Regions from separate parts of the Mus musculus genome. Here all the other regions are linked to region 4. A link is a contact called in public Hi-C and HiChIP or PLAC-seq data. All regions are on one chromosome and are shown on one strand. The core of a region is the stretch at or near the end of the contact, and the rest is flanking DNA. Distances in the headings are between cores, read along the strand shown.

Region 1 (2,700 bases), core at 3-2,502, 180 kb after region 4:
TATGCACTGCTCACTCCACTCACCCTCTGAGCTAAGAGTGCCGCTCAAACCTAGGGAAACTGAGGCACAGAGCTATGAAGCCAGTCCAAAGAAGAATATCCAGCAAGCTGCAGACAAGAGCTGGCAGTCAGCCGTTGTGTTGCCTGGGGGCCCTTGCACCTACAACCAATTGATCCCACACACCAGGAAACCATCTCAGCCCCAGGACTCAACTCACATGTGCCGTTGCAACGAGATCAGGGCTGCGAGGGTTATCTCCACTTATCGCCACTCACCCAGGGCCCCACTCCCAAGAGTGCATCCAAACAGCAGCAGAAGGCAGAGAGCCACAGCAAGGAGGAGAGAGGACATCACAGGGAAGTCCATACACCCCAGGTCTGCAACCATCGGCAGCCATCAGCTGGCTCCATCTCAACCAAACACAATCAACCAAGCAGCAGGGCCCCGGGCTGGCCTGCTTCCTGCAAAACAGTTCTACAGGTTGGCTTCGGCACATCGATGACCAGCTGCAGCCTGGGTGTGGCTCCATACATTTGTCCTCCAGGAGGCAGGCAGGACAGACGGAACTTTGTGCTTACAGGGTGATCCGGAAAGTTCCTTTTCAACTCTGACATCAAATGGAGGGTCAGTTATAAAGAGCTGAGCCGTCTTTTCTGGCAGATCTGTGTCATATTTCTTCTTGACCCCTTGCCACCACTCCTGGGGAGAGTGTGGACCAGTGGCCTGGAGTCCTGGGCCTGCCTGAACCTGCAGCCATTTTTAGACAGTCCACACCTACCACAGAGCTCCACCCTTCAGGGGTGCCTCTTGCCCTATCTATCTGCTATCTCACCATGTAAACTCTGACTTATTCTTTAAACCCCATCCTGGATGACCCTTCTGCGTCACCCATATTCTCACTGCTGACTTGCGTTGCCAGAGACCACTGGTCACCCACACTGAATGCTAATAAAACTTCTAGATTTAGAGGTGGCTCAACTTGAGCAGCCCTCATAGGGATGCCTAGAGGAGGGGAAGACAAACAGACTCTGCAGCTCTGACCACTTGCCCTCCCAGCCTCTCCTGGGCCTCAGCTTCTTCCCAGCCGCCTAGCAGGAACCATCGCAGCCTCTCCCAGACAGCTGTGTGGCTGAATAATTTATAAGCCTTTTTCAGAGAACATTAGTGAAATGTGCCTCTGGAGTCAACGCTGTTCATCAAAGACGGCGTCACGCGTAGCTGCCCTTTCCTCAGGACGCCACCAGGGGAGCTGCCCTTTCTTAAAAATAGAAATGTCTTCGTGGCCTCTCCTCCAGAAGCAGCCAGGAGGTCTCTCTCAAAGGCAGAGTCCCATCTGCTGCTGAGCATGTGGGTCAGGCCATAAAGCCTGCTGTTGTCACCACTTTAGGTGACGGTGACTGGGGAACCAAGATTCCAGCCCTCCCTTGGTGTTACTCCCTGAGGAAGTGACATTTGAGCCCAGATCAGCAGAACTTAGAAGTATTGTGTAAAGGTCCTGGGATGGGAAAGTGTCTTTCCTTTCTGGGCTGCATCTGGCAGCCCCCTTGCACGAGACTGGGAGTTAGACTCCTGAATCCTGGCCAATAGAACACAGAGGGTTAAAGATCTGTGAATGTGCCAGCATCCACTTCCTCCTCCCCAGTGCCTGGGGAGATGGCATCTTAAAGATGAAAGTGGCCTGCAGCCGCTTAACCAGTAGGTGAGCTCCAGGCTCAGTGAGAGACAACCACAAAAACATGGAGAGACTGGGAGATGGCTCAGCAGTTTAGCAGGCCTGCTGCTTTTCCAGGGAGCCTGAGGTCAGTTCTCAGCACAACTCCCTCTTCTACACACACACACACACACACACACACACACACACACACACACAGAGAGAGAGAGAGAGAGAGAGAGAGAGAGAGAGAGAGAGAGAGAAGAGATACACACAGAGAGAGGCAGAGACAGAGAGACAGGAAGAAGCAGAGACAGAGAGATACAAATAACAATATTTTAAAAGTGGAAAACAATAAGGCACTTTACGCTAACCTCTGGTTATGTCCACACACATGTGCATACATGTGCATGTACACCTACATGCTCCACTACACATAAGCAACACATACACACAGAAAGCAAGTACATATAACATTCACATTCATTAATTACCTTTATTTTTTAAAGATCGAAGTGTCTAGCAAGTCACTGCACAGAACCCAAAGCCCAGGAGAGTGACTAGTTCATTTGCACTTCTTACAGGAAAGAAATGAAGTTTGTGTAAAGCTATAATGCTTCAGATATATATATCTCGAGACAGAGAGACAGGGAGAGAGAGGGACAGAGACCGAGAGCAAGAATATACATACACACACACACACACAAATATACATACATACATACATACATACACACACACACACACACACATATATGGGGATTGTTGAACTAATTTACTGTTGAAACGTGTTTCCTTATCTCTTTAAGTGTGACAACTGGAATCTTTCCTGCTGAGCCTGTACGATTCATAAGACACGTCTCTTGTCTTTTCTTTAACTATGATCAGCATGGCCTCTAGTTGATTGGCATTTCTTAGAGTATAGGCTTTGGAAAAACTAATCAGGGTGTGTTTCTACATTTGCAGCCCGTGTTTCCACTGAAGGGAAATCGGAAAGTGGCACCCTCGCCAGCAGAGCGCAGATCTCCACTCATCCAGGACTCTCGTGT
Region 2 (2,700 bases), core at 84-2,583, 200 kb before region 4:
ACAAAGCTCGGAAAGTCAGAGGTCCAGACATGATGGTGGGAGGCAGTTGCTAGGACACTGTACCTGGCTTCCATGGGACGGGCCACCTGCTGACAGGCAGGCAGCCTCACGGGGAGCCAATGCAAGCACCTGGCCTCTCATGGGCCCCTCTCTTGTGCCTTTATCCCAGACAGATCAATTCCCACGGGCCACAAGGCCAGATGCCACCTTGCCTTGTGGTAGGGCCTGGAATAGGTTACATAGCTACTCTGGCTCTGTTTTCCTGTGCAGAGACTAGAAGGCTTTGACAGACAGCTCTGAGCTTTCAGGGGAAATGTTGCATGTCCGAGCGGCCCTCCCGCTCTGCTTTTGTGTGGTCTGACTATGGTGTCTGTCACTCCCATACTGCTGTGTTGTACTGGCCCACTGTTCTTGTCTCTCAGTGTCTTCTGTCCACCACGCCTGCTGCCTACAGTCTGACCTGCCACAGTTGCTGATTGCACAGTGCAGTGAGGAGAGGAGGGCTGGGCCCTGGTGCGCAGCAGGTGCCTTCTCAGCCTGGGTTAGCTCTGTGCAGCCTACCATGTAGGTGGAGCTGAAGCGGAGCTGTGGCCAGCTGCCTTCACATACTGTGTTGGGGCCAGGTCACAGGGGTGTGGTGGGCTCCAGTGCCAACCACAGCTGCAGCAGCTCTCTGAGCAGCTCACCTCTTGTGGCCCATGCTGCTGTAATACTGACAGCAGCCACAGGGTGGCAGTGTGCACCAAGCAGTTCCTTCGCTCTTGAGCTTCTTGCTAATTGGCCCTTTAGCGAGTGTTCTTTACAGCTCAGGACCCCTCAGCTGCAATGAGTTAAATCCAAGAAGCATGTTTCAAAGATAAATTGAGAACATACCCTTCAGGAAGAAGAAGTCTGCTGTGCTGAAGTGGGGAAGACCCTGGCCCGGGTTTGCCTGGCAGCTGTTTGCCATTGTGATGGTGGCAGGCAGGTGTTGGCTGTGGGTAGTGAAGGCTGTCCAGGGTCAGCCTTGAACATAGAGATACCTTCCCTAGTGTGGTTTGCCTTGCAGCTTTGTTGGCAAGAGTGGAATTTGAAAACATTTGAGGGAAATGACCTCAATTTTATCATGTTTCTAAAATTAGGCAGTTGGCAGGTGGACAGTTGTCTGTAGCCCCACCCCCAGAGTTAAGCCAGGTGCTCTGAAACTGGCAATTGTGGCCTTTGCAAAGGGTGACAGTTTGAAGTGTTCTGACTTGTGTCCTGAATGATTTCTGGCACAGTCTTCTCTGGGACCTGAGTTCTGTCACAGCGTGACTCCTCAGACCAGGTCCCTGGAGACTCAGCAGTGAGTCAGCCCCGCTCCAGCTGTTCCTTGAGCTTCAGGAGGGACAGGACACCATCATTGCAGCTGGGGAGGGCATCCTGTATGTGGGTACAGCTGTCCTGGGGGAGGGGTATAGTATGGGTGGACAGAGAATGTGGGGTTGCTGAAGCCTTAAGGGAATGGCTTCTCACAAGTGCGCCTCTTTCTATTCTCCTCCCCCTCCCCCTCCCTTCAGCCTTGTTAATGTCTTCCTCTCTGTGCCTGTCAAGGGCTCTATTTGGGGCCCACGAGTGCTGTTTGCCCACACCTAGCACACCATCCAGGGTGGAGTGTTTGGGGGTTAAGAGAGGGTATCAGTGGACTTCTCGGATGACCCCTGCTAGGCCTGGTATAAGGGTGAGCACTGGCACCATGCAGCAGGAAGGCAGCCTACACCTGGCCTAGAGGTAGAGGCTGAGGAGGCCAACGGGGTCTGCAGAGCACTGATGGGTCCTGGCCCTGTAACTCTGGATGCCACCTCGAATACTCATGGGCATTGCTCTGTGGTGTGTGTCATAGCACAGGCATCTTTGACTTGCTTATCTCAAAGCTTACTTCTCTGAGGCAGCCGTGGTCCCTCTTATGTAGGCCGGGGCTGAGGGCACAGGTGCACTGTGCAGCTTGGCTTGGGTCTTCAGCCTCCAGAGATTCAGCTTCCCTCCAAGCAGGAGGCTCCTCCCCAGGGCAGAGTGACTGCTTCCATTTACCTGTGCCTTGACATTCCAGTATGGCACAGCACTCAGAACTGGGTGTTTGGTGCCTGCAGCCAGTCCTGAGAAGGCCCACACAGGACATGGTTGAGCTAAGCTCTCCAGAGAGCACACCTGAGGTGACCCTTTATGTATGTCATCCTGGGTCAAGAAAAGGGCTGGCTGGTGGCTGGCCTCTCTGAGGCTGGGTTGCTTGGTCATTGTGAGGCCCAGGCTCTACTTGCTGTCCTGACAACAGGACAGTGCACCTTTGGGTGGGATGGAGCAACAGAGGGTCTTGGGCTCTATTCCTGTCTTTTCTCCTTTCTCCAGGGGCTAATTCCTATTAGCCTAGGGAACTGGGGGGGGGGGGGCAGGGGCAGGGTAGGGGTGCGTACAGAGCCTCTCGATGGTGTAAGGAGCGTCCTGTTGACCTCTCTCTTTCTTTTTAGGATTTGTGATGGTGTCCAGTTTGGAGCTGGGATTCGGTTCCTGTAACTTGAGTCCCAGGGGCAGCTTGGATGAGAAACAGGCATCTCCCAGGCTCCAAGCCTATTTGGAGGTGACACGGTTGAGTGCTTCTGGGCCGGAATCCTTATGGGAAATCACGTCAATAAATTTTAAACGCTCAGCGGTGTCCTGGATGTGGTCTGTTTTTCAGGCCATGCG
Region 3 (2,700 bases), core at 83-2,582, 240 kb after region 4:
AACGAAGGCTTTGGATGAAGAGCTAACCGGGTGTGAAGACACACAGGCTGTCAGGTAGACGGAGGTCTGGGGGTTCCCTTGTGGGGCATCTCCTTCCCCATCCCCGGGTTTTAAGCAGTGCAGTGGCAGAGGGTAAGATGGGGCCTAGAATTCAGAAACAGAGCTGGGAGTCCCGCAGGGTTATGAGTTTTCATGCTCTTAGATTCCAGGAATCCGCTCAGTCGAAAGGTGAAGAATCCAGTGTAGCGACCTCCTCAGCCACACAGCCAGCTCAGCCCTTCTGTGCCAGGGCTGGGGAGGGCTGACTGAGGACATGAGGCTCCGCTCAGAGGAGAGCCCAGGCTAATGAAAGTCTTTATCTGGCTCAACTTGGCTCAGCTAAACCCTGACCATCAAGTAGGCATTATAGGCTCTGCAATAAAATAGATAAAGAAGAGGCGGGGTGTGGGGGTGCTATCTGGAAATCAAAGTCAACCTGAACTACATGTGACCCTATCCCAAGAAATCAAAATAGAGTACCCCCGCCCTCTGGTTTTTCCAAGACAGGGTTTCTCTTGTAACCTTGGCTGTCCTGGACAGGCAGATAGAGTTCAAGGCTAGCCTGGTCTACAGAGTGAGTTCCAGGACAGTCAGGGCTACATAGAAAACCCCTGTCTTGAAAAAGGAAAGAAAGAATTCTAGGGTTATGGATATATAACCATCTAAGCCATCACACAGAATCTATAACTTTGTGAGGATCTCAAGCAACCCAAGATAGCTTTGACTCTGCTCTATAACCAAGAAGGACTTTGAACTCCTGGTCGGTGCTGGGACCCTACCTGGTTTTATGCCATGCTGTGGGTGGAACTTGGGGCTTTGTGTGTGCTAGACGAGTATTCTACCAACGGAGCTACAGCCCCAGCCCCAGAATTAAAAAAAAAAAAAAAAATTTTAAGGACAAATGTCTTCAATAGATGCAAAAACGAATAATCCTCAAACAAATTAAAAAAAAAAAAGGGATACCCCACCAACCGGTAAAGAAATTCCAAGAACGTATAGACTAACGTCACAGTAAATCGGAAGCTTTCTCCAGCAGCCCGGCATAAGACATGGATCTCGGCTCTCCCCATTCCCCCCTTGATCCGGAAGCGCTAAACAGCCTGTATGTTGCTCGCGTAGGAAACCTAGAAGCGTTCTACAGAGCCCTGGCTCTGTGGATAAAGCACCGAACGGACCCGTTGAAAGGTCTGGGATGCTGACGGCAGGCTGGCTGCAGGCTCTCCAAGAAGCCAGCCATCTCAGGCCAACTGCGCCTGTGCTGACTCTACATGGAAACCTGAGAGCAGCCGCGGAAGGACAGATTGCTGGCAGGATGCCAGACCACAGCCTTCGTCACTAATCCCACCCTGGGACACAGGATGTGGATGAGTGGGGGGAGGCGGGGCGGGGCGGGGGATGGGGCAGCTGCCTGCCGGGCTTTCTGAGTGTGCATGGAGGAGGGAGCTTAGACTCTTTATCATCAAGTTCTATGTCTTGGGGTGGGGGAGGAAGAGTTGCCGGCCAGAGCTGTTCCCATGGGGATGAAGGAAAGGTGCCCATCCTGGAACCAGGGTCCTGATCTCCTCATCCTCTCAGGCTCTTCTGTGGGGACCCAGGGTGGACACTCACTGGCAGGGCAGCTGAGGACTGCAGGATGACACTTTCCCAGGAACTGTAAATCTGTGAGCCTGCTGTTGAGGGAGACTTTCCCTCAGCTCTCCCTAGCGGACAGAAGCAACCCAACCCCTATGGTAGCAGTTCCCAGGCTATGGGGGGAGGGGAAGTCGCATTGCAGATATCCTGCATAGCAGATATATTCCATTACGGTTCATAGCAGTAGCAACATTACAGTTATGAAAATTTAAGTTAAGCATCAACAAAGCAATCTTAAGGTTGGGGATGACCACAATGTGAAGAACGAAATAGAAAGGCCACGGCGCTAGGAAGGTTGAGAACCACCGCATGGGCTTCCAACATCACAACCTTGATCATAGCAACTGGCAGAATTAGCGTTTAGGCCTCGCTCACCCTGCTCTTCAGCCCTGCCCTTCAAGCTCTTCCGAGCAACTGGGAGTCCTTCTGCATTCCAACCCCAGCTTCCCAGCTGCAAGGCTTCCCTGTGGGCTTGTTACTCAAGTTAAGGTCTGGGCCCTGGCAGCCCCCCCAACAAGCCAAGCTCAGCAAACTGTCCTCGACAAGCCAATTAAAGACAAGCAACACGCAGAGAGGAGAAAATAGGAAGTTTATTCAACATAGCCATGTTGGGAAGGTGAACGCAGAGGCCCAGGGACTGCTTCCTACTCAAGGCCATCTTCTGTGTCCTAACAAGATATTTAGGCTGACATAAAGGGGAAGAAGTGTGCATAGCCAGGCAGTCCTGGTCCAAGCGGGGCCCCGCCTACCATCATTGTCTGCGTCTAGTCTCTTCTGCAAGGTGGTCTGATAAACTATGAGGACCGTGCAGAATCTCTTCCTAGGATGCAAGCTCCTCCTTGGGTCAGCTCTAGGAGTCAGCTTTGTTCTTTTCCCAGTGTGAAACCCCTGGGAATATCAATATCCCAGAATCGTGGGGTGCATTATCTCCATAGTCTGACAGCCAAGGGGAGGGGCTCATGAGTCTGTTCGGAATAGTTTTTATCCTGACAGATTGTCACAAGCTCAAGGGTAGACGTGGGGGTGCGG
Region 4 (2,700 bases), core at 137-2,636:
GCACACCTGTGATCACAGAGGAAGCCAGGTGTGGTGGTGCACACCTGTGATCCCCAGCACTCGGGAGACTAAGGAACAAGAATCTTGAGTTCATGGCTAGCCTGGGCTACAGAATGAGACCCTGTATCTAAACAATCACAAATAAAAATCACTGAGGACATCCTCAATAGGTCTAGGCACGGACAAGCAGGAAACCATGCCTAAAGTTACACTTCCAGGAAGAGGTCGGCTGGTGCAGTCATAGGTGGCACAGGTCTTGTGTTTAGTAACCTGGGAGGTGGAGCTCACTTGTATAAAAAACAATGTTATTTTCCTTGTCAAGGGATGTTCCAGTGGGGTGAGCTGCTGTCTCTTTGGGCCTAGCTGCTAATAGGCTTAACCAAAGAGCAGGACCACAGGGTCAAGAGGCAGCGTGTTGAACACAGACCCAGTTCGACCTAGTGGTCCGCCCAGATTCAGGCCCAGGAGAGCCAACTGCTCTGTTTTTTCTGGAGACCAATCTCCACACCTGCAGGCCCTCTTTCCTAGCCATCGCCTGGCATCCTGCCTCGGGAGAGAGAGAAAGAAAGAGAGAGACAGAGAGACACACAGAGAGAGCATACAGGTAGGCACAAGAGAGAGACAGAGAGACAGACAGAGTGAGTGAGACAGAGAGAGAGAGAGAGAGAGAGAGAGAGAGCATGCATGCAAGCACAAGAGAGACAGAGAGACAGAGAAACAGAAACAGAGTGAGACAGAGAGAGCATACATGCAAGCACAAGAGAGATAGAGAGACAGAGAAACAGAGATAGAGTGAGACAGAGAGAGAGAGAGCATGCATGCAAGCACAAGAGAGATAGAGAGACAGAGAAACAGAGACAGGGTGAGACAGAGAGACAGAGAGAGAGCATGCATGCAAGCACAAGAGAGATAGAGAGACAGAGAAACAGAGATAGAGTGAGACAGAGAGACAGAGAGAGCATGCATGCAAGCACAAGAGAGACAGAGAGACACAGAGAGACAGAGAGACACACAGAGAAAGCTGATTGCTTTCTCCTGTGGCTCTGAGCAAAGGTTCCCCCCTGACTTGTCAGGGACAAGACCAGTCTAGGAGGGGTGTAGGGTGCCTGGCTGGCCCTCCTTTGGCCCCTGGCTGCCTGCTGGGCTGGAAGCAGGCATCTTGCTGCGGTGGTGGAATTGGCAAAGCAGCCTCCTTTTCGCGTTCAGTGGCTTGCCTTCTTGCCAGGCAGCTGGAATCACCACACAACACTCTGTTCATCCAAAACACACAAATAAATAAGACCAGGTCACCAGCCCACCTCCTGCTGACTCACTGCGGTGGAGGAGGAGGAGCCTCTTGGGGGGCGGGGTGTCACACTGGCTTGAACCATTGGGCGGGGCCTGAGATTCTGGATCTCCAGCCTCAGGAGATGGGGCAACTTCCCTGGCTTCAGACAAGGCCCAGCCTCCTGCCCTGTGGCTGAATGACAGATCAAGGGTGTCTGTGTCCCCAGCCTCAACCCTTGCCAACTTGCTGGGGTCCAGGACAAGGGAACCTCATCCACATGTTTTTGGTCCCTCTCTTCTCCCTCCCAGAGAGTCTGAGGCTGAGTGAGTCAGGGTGGCTGTGACTTTGGTATGGCAAAGGTCCTAAATGGTAGTGAATCCACAAGTTGTCTCCATACGGTGAGTCTACCCTACAGTAACAGTGACTTTCTTTGGCCACATTTCAGGCTGTCATCCCGACTTCTGACTCCCAAAGATTCACCTCTTGTCACCTCTCTATAACTGAGTCCACCTGGAAGCCAACCCCTGCTATAGGTCCCTGGGCCTGGGTTCTCTCCACAAAGCCCCTGAGCCTGGAAACTGGACAGAAGGCTCCCACTGCCCCTCTGTGTGGCTTGATTCCCTCCCAAGCCACATTCTGGCTTTTGTGGACTGATCAGGTCCCCAGGGTCCTCGTCCCAATAGCTTGCTCTATGATACAAATGCCGCTTACAGCTTTCAGGATAGAATTCCTATCCCAACCAATTGGGAGTTCCTGCCTCTGGCTGGGAAGCCCCGCCCCTGGCTGAGAAGCCTTGCCCCTGGCTGGGAGGCCCCGCCCTTGGTTGAGAACCCCCCACACCACCCCACCCCCTGACCTTGTCTAGGAAGCCCTGTCCCACCTGGGAGGCCAGGCCTAACCCAGTCTCATCCATGTCCACTCCTCCTCTGCAAGGAGTCTGCCCAGAGTTACTCATTCCGACTTCACTTCTAGGTCTGGCTGCCTCGGCTCCCTTAGAAGGAGTGCTGGCTTGGTGGTGAGACAGCAGGGCCCAGCTGTATCACCCTACGGAGAGGGAGTATCAGGAAGATGGCTAGACGCTTGCTTACAAAGGAAGATGCCCTAGGTCAGCAGGCCCCACATCTGTCAAGGGACACTGGTGTCAGCGGGGTGGGTGTGGGTTGGTCCTTACATCTGACAGGTAGAGGCTGGAATAGTCCCGCCCAGGCCCAGGTGATCTCACAGTGAAGGAGGACCAGACCCTAACATCAGAGTGCCTTCCTGAGCCTCCCTCTAAGGTCTGCCTCTGCCAGAAGACTCTCCAGAGTTCCTAAGGTGGGGTCTCCAGAGCCCTAGGATGTCTGAGATTCCCCACTGTTCTCCTGTGTCAAACCAGCTAGCTGTGGCTGTGAGTCCCTGTGACCAGCACGGCAGGATAGACAGCACAGAGACTC

What was found. Hi-C and Micro-C count contacts between places; a contact is called where the count stands out from the background. HiChIP or PLAC-seq counts read pairs in DNA pulled down with a chosen protein or histone mark.
Region 1: a Hi-C map of the N1E-115 cell line shows a contact between it and region 4, with 2.3 times the contacts expected there. The contact joins two enhancer-like sites. A contact is called at or near these places in 5 of 484 Hi-C or Micro-C datasets (the C2C12 cell line, CD8 T cells, the HPC-7 cell line and 2 more) and 1 of 9 other capture datasets (embryonic stem cells).
Region 2: a contact with region 4 is called in a Hi-C map of myocytes, with 3 times the contacts expected there. The contact joins two enhancer-like sites. A contact is called at or near these places in 6 of 484 Hi-C or Micro-C datasets (the N1E-115 cell line, brown adipocytes, cranial neural crest and 3 more), 2 of 115 datasets of contacts at active chromatin or transcription factors (bone marrow-derived dendritic cells and oligodendrocyte precursor cells) and 1 of 9 other capture datasets (embryonic stem cells).
Region 3: a contact with region 4 is called in a FOXA1 HiChIP or PLAC-seq map of pancreatic cancer cells. The contact joins two enhancer-like sites. A contact is called at or near these places in 1 of 39 promoter capture datasets (neural stem cells), 1 of 115 datasets of contacts at active chromatin or transcription factors (pancreatic cancer cells) and 1 of 9 other capture datasets (embryonic stem cells).

The regions. Positions count from the first base shown.
Region 1 is chr15:84,592,554-84,595,253 of GRCm38.p6, forward strand. No RefSeq gene overlaps it. Among named protein-coding and RNA genes, the nearest start is that of Gm34095, 17 kb to the left of the region's middle. Within about 2 kb of position 1,253, at least 22 of the 459 cell types and tissues checked have an H3K27ac peak or open chromatin away from gene starts, as enhancers often do. A contact at or near this core is called in the N1E-115 cell line, where this site is marked.
Region 2 is chr15:84,211,643-84,214,342 of GRCm38.p6, forward strand. Samm50 (SAMM50 sorting and assembly machinery component) reads left to right here. Exons shown (of 15, transcript NM_178614.5): 15 at 2,484-2,700. The coding sequence ends at 2,529. Among named protein-coding and RNA genes, the nearest start is that of Gm52212, 4.3 kb to the right of the region's middle. Within about 2 kb of position 1,334, at least 88 of the 459 cell types and tissues checked have an H3K27ac peak or open chromatin away from gene starts, as enhancers often do. A contact at or near this core is called in myocytes and oligodendrocyte precursor cells, where this site is marked.
Region 3 is chr15:84,653,054-84,655,753 of GRCm38.p6, forward strand. No RefSeq gene overlaps it. Among named protein-coding and RNA genes, the nearest start is that of Prr5, 27 kb to the right of the region's middle. Within about 2 kb of position 1,333, at least 223 of the 459 cell types and tissues checked have an H3K27ac peak or open chromatin away from gene starts, as enhancers often do. A contact at or near this core is called in embryonic stem cells and pancreatic cancer cells, where this site is marked.
Region 4 is chr15:84,411,290-84,413,989 of GRCm38.p6, forward strand. All of the region lies in intron 3 of Shisal1 (shisa like 1), which reads right to left. Among named protein-coding and RNA genes, the nearest start is that of Gm46527, 18 kb to the right of the region's middle. Within about 2 kb of position 1,387, at least 130 of the 459 cell types and tissues checked have an H3K27ac peak or open chromatin away from gene starts, as enhancers often do. A contact at or near this core is called in the N1E-115 cell line, embryonic stem cells, myocytes and 2 more, where this site is marked.